Regions from separate parts of the Macaca mulatta genome. Here region 1 is linked to region 2. Evidence: chromatin contacts called from public Hi-C data. All regions are on one chromosome and are shown on one strand. Each heading gives the region's core, a stretch centred on a gene start, on an enhancer-like site or on the middle of the called end of the contact. The rest is flanking DNA. Distances are from core to core; before and after follow the strand shown.

Region 1 (5,994 bases), core at 1,508-4,007, 520 kb after region 2:
TTTGAGATCCGCACACACTGAACTCCTACAGGAGGAGAAGACAGACCCATGTTAGACTGATGGCTGCTCTGAAATGGGGGACTTATTGTGAGATTCCTGTACTAGAGAAAAGAGACTCAGTTATTCCTCGTGGTAAGCAGGCATGGCTTTCAATGGGAAGTCCTGCCTTTGCTATTTCCCAGCTATGTGACCTTGGCCAAGTCAAAAAAATATCCTGGAACCTCATTAGCTGTCACTAACTGTCAAATGGGAAATGAGTGAGATTATGTGCCTGAAAATGTTTTGTAAATTCCAGGGCAGTGGTTCCCAGACTTTGAGATTTCATAGACAAGGGAAGTTTCCAGTAATCTGGAGCTCACATAAGGATTCCAGCTTTCTATTTTGCCACCTAAGGACATTGAAACACAAGCAAGCAACGAAGCAGTGGCTTGCCCATCGTCACTATTCTGTCCTCAAAGGCGGAACACACTTTACGCTAAAAATGGAAGAAGGCCAAAAATCTGAACAAAAGATAGTCTTTGCAGCTTGGGAAAAAAAAAAAAAAAAGTGAACTTAAAGGAAAAATTCACTGACTTGTCCTTGATTTTCTCATGTTGCCAAAGACAAGGGAAGTTTTTCTCTGGGAACATTGTGAAATGATGAAATGAGAGCGCTGGGATGGCGCACCCAGGCAAACAAGAGAAGCTGCCGACCATGGAGGCGGAGACCCAGAGCTTCAGGCTCTCAGGGGCTGAGGGGGTCAAAGCCTCCACCCACCTGACACCCATTTGAAGCATGCTGGTGCACAAAGGAACTGCAGGTGGGAAGCTTTCTGTAGGGTTCTCTGTGGAGGACAGAGTAAAGAGCTTCTCTTCACAGGAGGAGTGAACTGGGAGTCAGGACCTGGTTAGCAGGAACACAACGTCCGTGCGGTCAATCCTGAGCACTGAGCACTGTGCGAAAGGCTTCTTGAAAGTTATAGGAAGGAACTATTATTCGTTTTGCAGCTTGGGAAACTGAGACACACAGAGGTTTCCGTTGCTTCCCCAAATCTCACAGTTAGTCAGTAACAGAGCTGGGGCCCTCATTCAGCCAGCCTGGTTGCAGAGAAAGTGTGTTTAACCACTCACTCCAAAGCATGACCTCCAGAGCCAGGAATGGGCTGCTCTGCTGATGCAAAGAGGCAGATTTCTAGCAGAATCAGCCTGATCCTGATGCTCACAGGCTGGCATGTTGGGTCCAAGGCAGCAAAGCTACTTTTCTGTATGAGTTTCCCACTGTAAAGGGTTGAACAATGACCTCCATAAAGGTGTGTCCAAGTCCCAAATCCCTGGAATCTGTAAAGGGGGCTTTATTGACCTTATTTGGGGAAAGGGCTTTTGCACAGGTAATTAAAGATCTTGAGATGAAGGATGGGTGCAATGGCTCAGGCGTGTAATCCCAACACGTTGGGAGGCCAAGGCGGGTGGATTACTTGAGTCTACAAGTCCAAGACCAGCCTGGGAAACATGGTGAAACCCCATCTCGACAAAGAATACAACAACAAGCTGTGATGGTGTGTGCCTGTGCTCCCAGCTACTTGGGAGGCTGAAGTGGGAGGATCACTTGAACCAGGGAGGCAGAGGCTGCAGTGAGCTGAGATCACACCACTGCACTCCAGCCTGGGCAACAGAGCCAGACCCTGTCTCCAGGGAAAAAAAAAAAAAAAGAAATCTTGAGACAAGATCATCATTAACTCAGGGTAGCCCCTAAATCCACAGAAGGGTGTTCTTATACCAGACAGAAAAGGAACAGACACAGAGACATGGAGGAGAAAGCCACAAAAGGACAGAGGCAGGGACTGGAGGGATGCGAGTCTGGGAGCCCCAAGGACTGTGCAGCCTCCAAGCTGGGAGAGAGCCTTGGAAGGGATCCTTAGAACGCAACTCTGCTGACAACTTGAATTTCGACTCTGGCCTCCCGAATTGTGGAGAAATACATTTCTGTTGTTTTAAGCCACCAGTTTGTGGTAGTTTTTAAAAGCAGTCCCAGGAAACTCACACATCCCCTTTCCTACTTCCTCCGCGCCAGCTTCCAAACCTCTCCCCCAGGAGAGGATCAGAGAATTACGCCCAGCCCTCCAGCAGTGAGCTGCTCCCCCACTCCATTCATCTCCCCGTTCCTCACATTCATCCCCCACCGAACCCACCGACAAAATGCTGAATCGGTGGGTGAGATCCCCATAGCAACGGCTCCGATGCCAGAACCCAGGATTACGACACCGGATCAGCCAGAGACGCGCTGGAGGGGCCCAGAAGGGGCTGCTGCGAAAACGCCGGGCAGAGGGGCGGCAGCGAGCGGGAAATCCCCCGCGGCTTACGGGAGCGGCTCTTCAGGAGACAGCGCTGGACGAATCGGGCGGGGTGGAGGGGGGAATCATCTGCAAGCGCCAACGCAAAACCGCCGCAAGACGTGGCCAGGCCGGGAGGCTCCTGCGTCCGGCCCGCTCTATGGCCCTTGCGCGGGGACAAAGACGAGGCCATCGCCCTCGCGTGTTCCCAAAGACACCTACATCAGGAGGCCGCTCCCTCCGCCGCTTGGGAGGGTCCCACTCGCCCTGGCCCCTGAGGACGTCCCCTCGGGGATGTGCCTGACGGGGCGCTCCTCGCCCTCTGACCTCCAGCCTCCAGCCTCCAGCCTCCTTGCTCTGCCCGCGTGGATGCAGCCCCCGGTTCAGACACTAGCGGGTGCGCGGGACCGCCCAGGGCGGGCAGCGGGGACACGGCCCTCCCTCCCCTCTAGTCCCCCAAAGCCCCCGGACGCCGGACGCCGCTGCCGCGCCCCCTGCTGGCTCCCTCCGGCAGGCTCCCGCGTCCCGCTGGGGCTCCTCTCCCGCAGCAGCAGCGCGGTCAGCGCTTCCCCGCCCCGCGACCTCCACAACTCCCCACCATTCCGGTTCCTGCTGCCGCTGCCCTCTCCACCCAGGCTCCTGTCACCCACCACGGGCGTTCACACCCTCCCGTCCATCGGCCTCCCCCGGCCCGACGGTCCTGGCTCAGGCAAATCTCAGCCTGCATTTCCCCAAGGAAGTCCCCCTCCATGCACACACCCTACACTCACGCACACATTTACACACACACGCCCTCACACACGCACAAATACAGACACCCCCACACTCACACGTACTCACACACACACCCTCACGCGCTCACACATTTATACACAGTCACACGAAGACACATTCATATACACTCTATTACACACATTCACACACACACCCCTCACACATTCTCACACATTTACAGCCTCACACACACATTCCCACATATTCCCACACGCCCATGCCTACACACTCACATTCACACACCCTAACACACACAGTCACAAACACAGAGACACACACACAGAATCACATAAACATACCCACACAGACACACACACAAACACACAGAATCACATATACACACAATCACGTATACAAACAGAGACACACACACAGAATCACATATACACACAGAGACACACAAACAGAATCACATATACACAGAGACACACAGAATCACATATACACACACAGAGACACATACACATACACACACAGAGACACACAGAATCACATATACACACACAGAGACACATACACATACACACACAGAGACACATACACATACACACACAGAGACACACAGAATCACACATACACAGAATCACATATACACACACAGACACACACAATCACATATACACACACAGAGACACACACAGAATCACATATACACACACAGAGACACACAGAATCACACATACACAGAATCACATATACACACACAGACACACACACAATCACATATATACACACACAGAGACAATCACATATACACACTCACATTTACATGACACAAAGACAAACTCACACAGGCACACGCACTCATTCACACAGACATTCACACAGACACACACACACAGAATCACATATACACACAGACACACACAATCACATATACACACACACAATCACATATACACACACACAATCACATATACACACACAGAGACACAGAATCACATATACACACACAGAGGCACACACAATCACATAAACACACACAGACACACAGAATCACATATACACACAATCACGTATACAGAGACACACAGAATCACATATACACACACACAGAGACACACAAACACACAGAATCACATATACACACAATCACGTATACAAACAGAGACACACACACAGAATCACATATACACACAGAGACACACAAACAGAATCACATATACACAGAGACACACAGAATCACATATACACACACAGAGACACATACACATACACACACAGAGACACATACACATACACACACAGAGACACACAGAATCACACATACACAGAATCACATATACACACACAGACACACACAATCACATATACACACACAGAGACACACACAGAATCACATATACACACACAGAGACACACAGAATCACACATACACAGAATCACATATACACACACAGACACACACACAATCACATATATACACACACAGAGACAATCACATATACACACTCACATTTACATGACACAAAGACAAACTCACACAGGCACACGCACTCATTCACACAGACATTCACACAGACACACACACACAGAATCACATATACACACAGACACACACAATCACATATACACACACACAATCACATATACACACACACAATCACATATACACACACAGAGACACAGAATCACATATACACACACAGAGGCACACACAATCACATAAACACACACAGACACACAGAATCACATATACACATACACACAGAGACACAGGCATACATTCTACACACACTGACACAGACTCATCCACACACAGACACCCCGACAGAGGATCACACCACATGCACACTCATTCACACACAACAGACACCAACACACACAGAAACTCATTCACAGACTCACACAGCACACACACAGATCACAAAAACTCAGACACATATATGCACACACATTCACACACTCATGCAAGATACATGCAAATACAGAGACACACGCAGACACACAAACACACATACAGACCACTCACAGATACACACACACCAATGCACACAGGTACACTCATTTGCACACCACACACCCACTTACACACCAATATACGTGCTGGCACACTCATACACAGACCTATAAACACACAGACCCACCCACACTCAGACATACTCATTTGCATACCCACTCAGCAATACACACAGACTCACATTCACATACATGACACAGAGACAAACACAGGCACACACACCCTATTATGCACATTCTCACAACAGACCTGCTTACACACATTCACACACTCACACAGGCACACACACACACACATCTCCTACTGAAGCCCAGGCAGTGTCTACCACCTACCCAGACACTGTGGACAGTGGAGTGGTGAGAGGCGCAGGTGTGTTCAGGTCAGGCAGGAGGGATCTGAGCAGAGGCATCATGAGCCCAAGGGTGCCTTGGTGGCAAGGACATCACCTACTGTTTCTCTGCATCTTCCCCCCGACCCCAAGTGATGCAGCACAGTGCAGGGCATACAGGTTTGTCATAAGTGTTTCTTCAATGAGCAGACAGGAGCTACCCAAGCTTCAATGTAGGTAAGAATGCATAGTGGCCGCCATTTTACATGTTGAACTTGGAGCTTCAAAGCAGCCTTGGATAAAACCACTGGGCCATTCTCCAAAAAAGAAGAATGGGAATGTCAACATCCTTAATTGTCTGCCTGTATTCTATGTACTTCCTGACTCAGAGCCTTGATTGACAAAATCCCCGTTCCAAGAAAATCTCCCTGCATCACTGTAGGCACTGTGTATTTGGCAAGTAGACTTTCGACTTTGGGTTGTGGCATGAATAAATAAATGACTAAATCAGCAAGCAGTTTTCCCTGCACCTTAGCACAGGTCTGGGTACAATGAAGGCATCCGTTAAGATGGGAGGGTGGTGGGTGGGAGTGGCCTTTAAAAGATGGGAGTTCTGCCTCAGCT
Region 2 (5,503 bases), core at 872-3,371:
CGAATCCCATTATGCATCAGTAATTGTCTAGAAAATGAATACAATGTATGTCTTTCTCAAATATAAGTTGACACTTTTATAAATAAGTCATCTTTATAAAGATGACATTTTTATAAATAAAATCTGATTTAAAGTGTACTGAATTTCAGAATTTCCCTATTAATGAATGCTAAAAGTATAGCTACTACATAATGAATGGGCCCGAGATGCACAGCAGTATTCTATGTGGGTTCTCTCCCAGGACCTTTTTTACAGTTGGTATGTTAATTTTTTAAGAAAAGTCTATTAAACCCAGAAATAAGCATATTCTGGAATCTCTGTCAACAATCTTCTAACTATTAATACATCTACGTAAATTTTTGCATTTGTGCTAGTGTCACGTGATGACTGTCTTAAGTGGTCAACACTTAATGAGGTGTTTCTCAAACTGGGGCCGCCGATATGTTCTCTGAGAATCGGCGTTGGCCAAAGGCCCCGAGCCCCTTGTATCAACCTGGGCTCCCGGAGTCTCTTTTGGTGTGGCTGTACAGACTGTCATAGGCCCAGAGACCACCAGATGGCGCCCCAGGACGCAGCTGCCTCCGGCATGAGGAGGAGGAGGCCATTTCTCCTAGTGCAGGAGCTCCGGCCCCTTCCAGCCTCGATGCCAGTTGCTTTGACAGTGATATTGCTCATAAAATAGAGAAGCAACACGCAAGGAATATTTATTTCTAAGGAAGCAGTTGCATTTCCCTCAGCATTCTGGAGCTCAAGGAAGAGAAGGCAGGGACGATTTCCTCCTGGTTTGAGCTTCCAAAGCCTTGGGGGTGGGGGTAGGGTTTGGTTCGGGTGCTTGGGAGAGGTCCCAGCTTTTATACCTTTCTTGGCTGCCTCCTCCCAGCCCTTTTAGTGGCTTCCACAGCGGGACTGAGTTACCTGGAGGTCAAGTCCTTTGCCAAGGTCCCGGCTTGGCCGTGGCAGATGGTGGGGTGACCTCGGTTTGGATGTCAGTTTCCCTCATGTTGTTCTCTTGCAGGTTCCCCCCAGGGGTCATCTTCTGCCCCACCCCTATAGCTGATCCCATATCCACCTGCCCAGACCCCTCTGCTGCCCATTCAGAGGCCAGAGGGCCAAAGACTTGGGGTAGGCTGGGGGACACTAGCGGTGGTGTCCAGGGCCAGAGACAGCAACTCCCTGCCATCCATGCTCACCAACCCACAAGCCTCTTCCTTTCCCTTCCCTCACCCCCTCTCCCATTCCTCTTACTTCATCTTTCTGCACCCCTTCCTCTTTACCTCCCGCCTTGGAAACTGGCTTAACTCAATTCAGGGTAGCTCAGCTCCCAGGTATTTATTTCATATCCCCTACCTCTCAGCCCTGCACTCAGCTCTGGAAATGCCACTGCCCAGGAGAAGGCATGGCTGTGCAGCTCTTACCTCCCTGGTGTGGACACTCGCCCAGCTACAAGCTATTGCCAGAGGCTCCCCCTCCCCTCTTGCCTGGAGTCAACAGCAGAGCCAGTACCTGACCGTCACTCGGGGGTCGTGGCTCACTCCGCACACCATGGAGGCCTGGGTGCCCTTGATGACACTCTGGTCCTGCGGGGGCTTGGTGATGCGGGTCCGAGCTGAAAGACACAGCAGACACAGCGTGGTGAGAAGGGGTGTGGGGGCCGTGTGGCTGGACTCCGGGTGGATGAAGGGAGACTAGGTGCCATACGGAAGTCCCCAGATGGTTAAAAAGAACAGTGAGCTCCCTGGTACTTTAATTCTCGGAAGCCACATCATAGTGGGGGCTCATTAAATTCTGCCCTCACAAACCATGTATGGGATGGAGAGATCAAACTCTAAGGACGATCAGGGCCCTATTTTCAGCATATCAGTGGTCCAGCCAGAGTAAAAATAGGGATTTCTGATTTCCAGTCTAGTGCTTCACACACTAGGACCCCGGGGCTCAGCCCAGACAAGTGGCCCACAGGCATCCTGGGTGTGGATCCGAAGTTGGAAGTGGCCTGAGAAGCTCTCTTACAGCAGGGGTCCGCTAACTACAGGCTGGGGGCCAAATCCGGCAGGTGGCCTTTTGGCTAAATACACCCTTACTGGAACACAGCCACGCCCATTGGATGACGTATTGTCTGTGGCTGCTTTCTAGATAAAACGGAAGCTAGTTGAGTTGTTGTGACAGAGACCGTCTGGCCCACAAAGCTTACAATATTTATGATCTGGCCCTTTCTTGAAAAAATTTGCCAATTTCTGCCCTAAAATGTATGAAGACAACTCTCCTATAACCTCAGTGTTCTCTCAAGTCGGCCAAGCATAGCATCACTGGCAGAAGCTTTCTAGTCCCTGGCCTCTGAATCACTTTGTCACTGTCCCTCTGATGAGAAGGGCCCTGACTGGGACAGGCACTGGGGGTGGAGACACTGGTGGTGTGAGCCTGTGCCCCACAGCTGTCCTGAGTCCTCAGCACCTACAGAGATGCACACACACACACACCAATGTTTAAAGCCCTGTGGCTCTGCACACTCACCCCAAACGACTAGGTCTGCTGAGGCCTCGTCGACCCCCCGAGAGTTGGTGGCCAGGCAGGTGTAGGTCCCGGCATCGGAGATATGTGTGGGGCTGATGAGAAGGCTGCCCGACTCCAGGGGCGTAAATCGAGGCAGCTGCACGGAGCCACTGGCCAAGATGCGCTCCCCTGAGGGCAAAACAGGGTGGGGGTCAGCCTATAGCCCCCGAGGGCACACCCTGCCCCTCTCCTGCTGTTCCAGAGCAGTGTGGTCTCCTTGCAGGTCCCTGGCTCTGGAAATGCTGGAAGGAATGAGGACAGATGGCGGTGGGGCTGGGGTAGGGGCTGAGAGACCTGGAGAGCTTTCTGGCTTAGGGACAGACATGAGGGCACAGGGTCTCAGAGCAGGCAGCCTAGAGCCCAGGTCCCCTGATGCTCCTGTGCCCGCCACACCACATGCCCTTCACCAGAGAAGGGGGCACAGTTTCCTGATGACGGTGAGCAGCAGCCCAGCACAGCCCTCAGAGGCAGCTGGCACCTGGGTAGGGGGGCTGGGAGGGGGGACAGCTCTGACAAGGTGACGACGGGCGTCCTGCGGCAGGATGCTTCTGGAGAGAGTCACCTTCAAGGGAGTGAAGGGAAGTGACGGGAGCTGCCTGGAGTGGGGGTGGGGTAGAGAGGGACACGGTGTCCCCCAGCAGCAGCTCTGGTCAGGACAGACCTCCTTCTGCAGGGGGACTGAGGGAGCCTGGGGTCCAGCCTGGGAGAGTCCTGGCCAGAGAAAGAGGGGCAGGAAGAGAGAGTGCAAGTACACCTGCAGGAGTGAGCCTGGGAATGCAGGTCTTTGTGACTATGTCTATTTTAAAGAAACGCCCCTCTCTGTATGGAGGGGAATCTCCATGCGTGCAGCCGGGGGTCGTGTGTCCGTTTGTATCTGCGTGCAGGCACAGTGAACTGAGCGTGCTGGGTGGGTGTGCTTATTTCCATGTGTAAGCACGTGCCTAGCTGTGCCCCTATTTTCCCCATAAATGTTTATTGAGTGCCTACCATGTGCCAGACTCTGTTCTAGGTCCTGGGAGATGGCAGTGGACAAAACCGACACCCCTGACTTTGCGGGGAGACGGGCCATGAGCGAGGTGAATAAGCCGATGATCGAGTGTGTGAGAAGGAGGGGAGTGAAGGAGGCAGGGCTGGAGGGGAGGGCTGGGGGCTGGGGCAGGGTGAGTCCTTGGAGGAGGCACCTCTGAGCTGGGGCTTGCTGGTGTGAAGGAGCAACTGTGTTTGTACGTGTGTGTGCACATGTGTATGTACGTGTATGCATGTGTGTGTGCATGTGTGTGTGCATGGGGAGAGTTGTGAAGGTGAGTGTGCATGCACAGAGACGAAGAGGAAGTACACAGGGCAGATGGACTTAACGGAGGTGGCTTGGGCTCTGCTGGCCCCGCCGTCTGGAGCCCTCTGAGCTGCCCGGGGTAGGAGACTGGCAGCAGCCACCACCAGAATAATATTCATCATCAAGCACCTGTTGTTTCCTGGGCTTCCCAGCCTCCCAGGCACAATGTGAGCCCCTCACGTGTACGCTATAGTCTAGTCTTCACATTACCCTGGGGTATATATATAGTACTGTCACCAGTTTACAGATGGGGAACCTGAGGCTCAGAGTGAGTAGCTCACCAAGCTGGCAGGTCTTGGAAGATGAAGAGCTGGACCTTGAGCCTGGCAAGGCTGGGATGTGAGGGATGCTCTTTTTTGTTTTTTTTTTTTTTTTTTGAGATGGAGTCTTGCTCTCTCTCCCAAGCTGGAGTGCAATGGCACAATCTCGGCTCACTGCAACCTCTGCCTCCTGGGTTCAAGCGATTCTCCTATCTCAGCCCCGCTGAGTAGCTGGGATTACAGGCACCTGCCACCATGCCCGGCTAATTTTGGTATTTTTAGTAGAGATGAGGTTTCACCACTTTGGGCCAGGCTGGTCTTGAATTCCTGACCTCAGGGTGAGCTGCCCACCTCGGCCTCCCAAGGTGCTGGGTTTACAGGCATGAGCCACCACACCTGGCCGAGAGATGCTCTCTTGGGCTGTACAGCGTACGACCTTCACAAGTGTACATGGGGAACCCATCCTGGCAGGCTCCAGAGCCTAGTTCTGGCTGTCACACAGCCACACTCTGAAGGTCTGTCCCATCTACCTTTCTGCCAAGTGATAGCTGGTCGGGGAGCCCCCGAGGTCTCACATGCCAGCACCACTGACATGCCGTCAATCACCGTGCTGTCCAGGGGGCCTCTGGTGATGTTAGGGGCGATGCCTGCAAACAGAGAATTGGGGCCTTTTAGCCACACCCTGGGATTGGCCCCCCAAGTCAGAGGTCCAGGGGCCTCCAAGCCCACCGAGGGCCAGGCCCTCATCCTCTGCCTCCCATGGTCAGGGGCCTCCACTAGGAAGGATGTGGGCATCTTGATGGGGCCCCAGTGTTGGGAGGAAGCCCAGAGGGGCCATGAGGACTCCCCTATGTCACCTGCCCTGTGGAAGGACCCAGGTGACACCAGTCCCTACCCTGCTTGGATTCTCAGGCCTGCATTTGGGGGAAACTGAAGACCCCAGAAGGCAGTTCACATCCTCCCTGACAAGGTTATTGGGGTTCACAAGCCAAAAGTGAAAGGAAGGCTCTGGCTTCTTAAAAGAAAAACAGCCACAGTCAAGAGGGGGACTTGGCCACTTTCTAAGTGGCCCTGCCCCAGGACCTCCATTTGGCTGTGGCCACTGTTTAGGGTTGGAGCAGCCTCCTGGTTCTGCGCTCCCCTTGCTTCATCCCAGCACTCAAGGAAGGAGCTCGCCAGACACAGGAACAGAGCTAAGTTCACCTGTACTTGGAAGTCAGAAGCAAGACAGCAGCCCCTTGGTAGCCACCTTTGGGGCACACCCAAAAGCTCTCTGCCCCACAGCTGCCCTGTCTGGGGCCTCTGTGGGTCTGGGTGATGAACACTATGGAGCTCAAAGAGACCCCTGAACATCCCCGTGTTT

What was found. Hi-C and Micro-C count contacts between places; a contact is called where the count stands out from the background.
Region 1: a contact with region 2 is called in a Hi-C map of fetal cortex germinal zone, with 2.7 times the contacts expected there. The contact joins the promoter of LOC144335915 here to the enhancer-like site in region 2. A contact is called at or near these places in 3 of 14 Hi-C or Micro-C datasets (cortical neurons, fetal cortex germinal zone and liver).

The regions. Positions count from the first base shown.
Region 1 is chr16:83,605,478-83,611,471 of T2T-MMU8v2.0, forward strand. LOC144335915 reads right to left here and starts at 2,758. Exons shown (of 4, transcript XR_013407179.1): 1 at 2,168-2,758; 2 at 1-25.
Region 2 is chr16:83,089,335-83,094,837 of T2T-MMU8v2.0, forward strand. SDK2 (sidekick cell adhesion molecule 2) reads right to left here. Exons shown (of 44, transcript XM_015120233.3): 10 at 4,671-4,787; 11 at 2,509-2,676; 12 at 1,504-1,606. Among named protein-coding and RNA genes, the nearest start is that of CDC42EP4, 130 kb to the left of the region's middle. Within about 2 kb of position 2,122, at least 14 of the 40 cell types and tissues checked have an H3K27ac peak or open chromatin away from gene starts, as enhancers often do. A contact at or near this core is called in fetal cortex germinal zone, where this site is marked.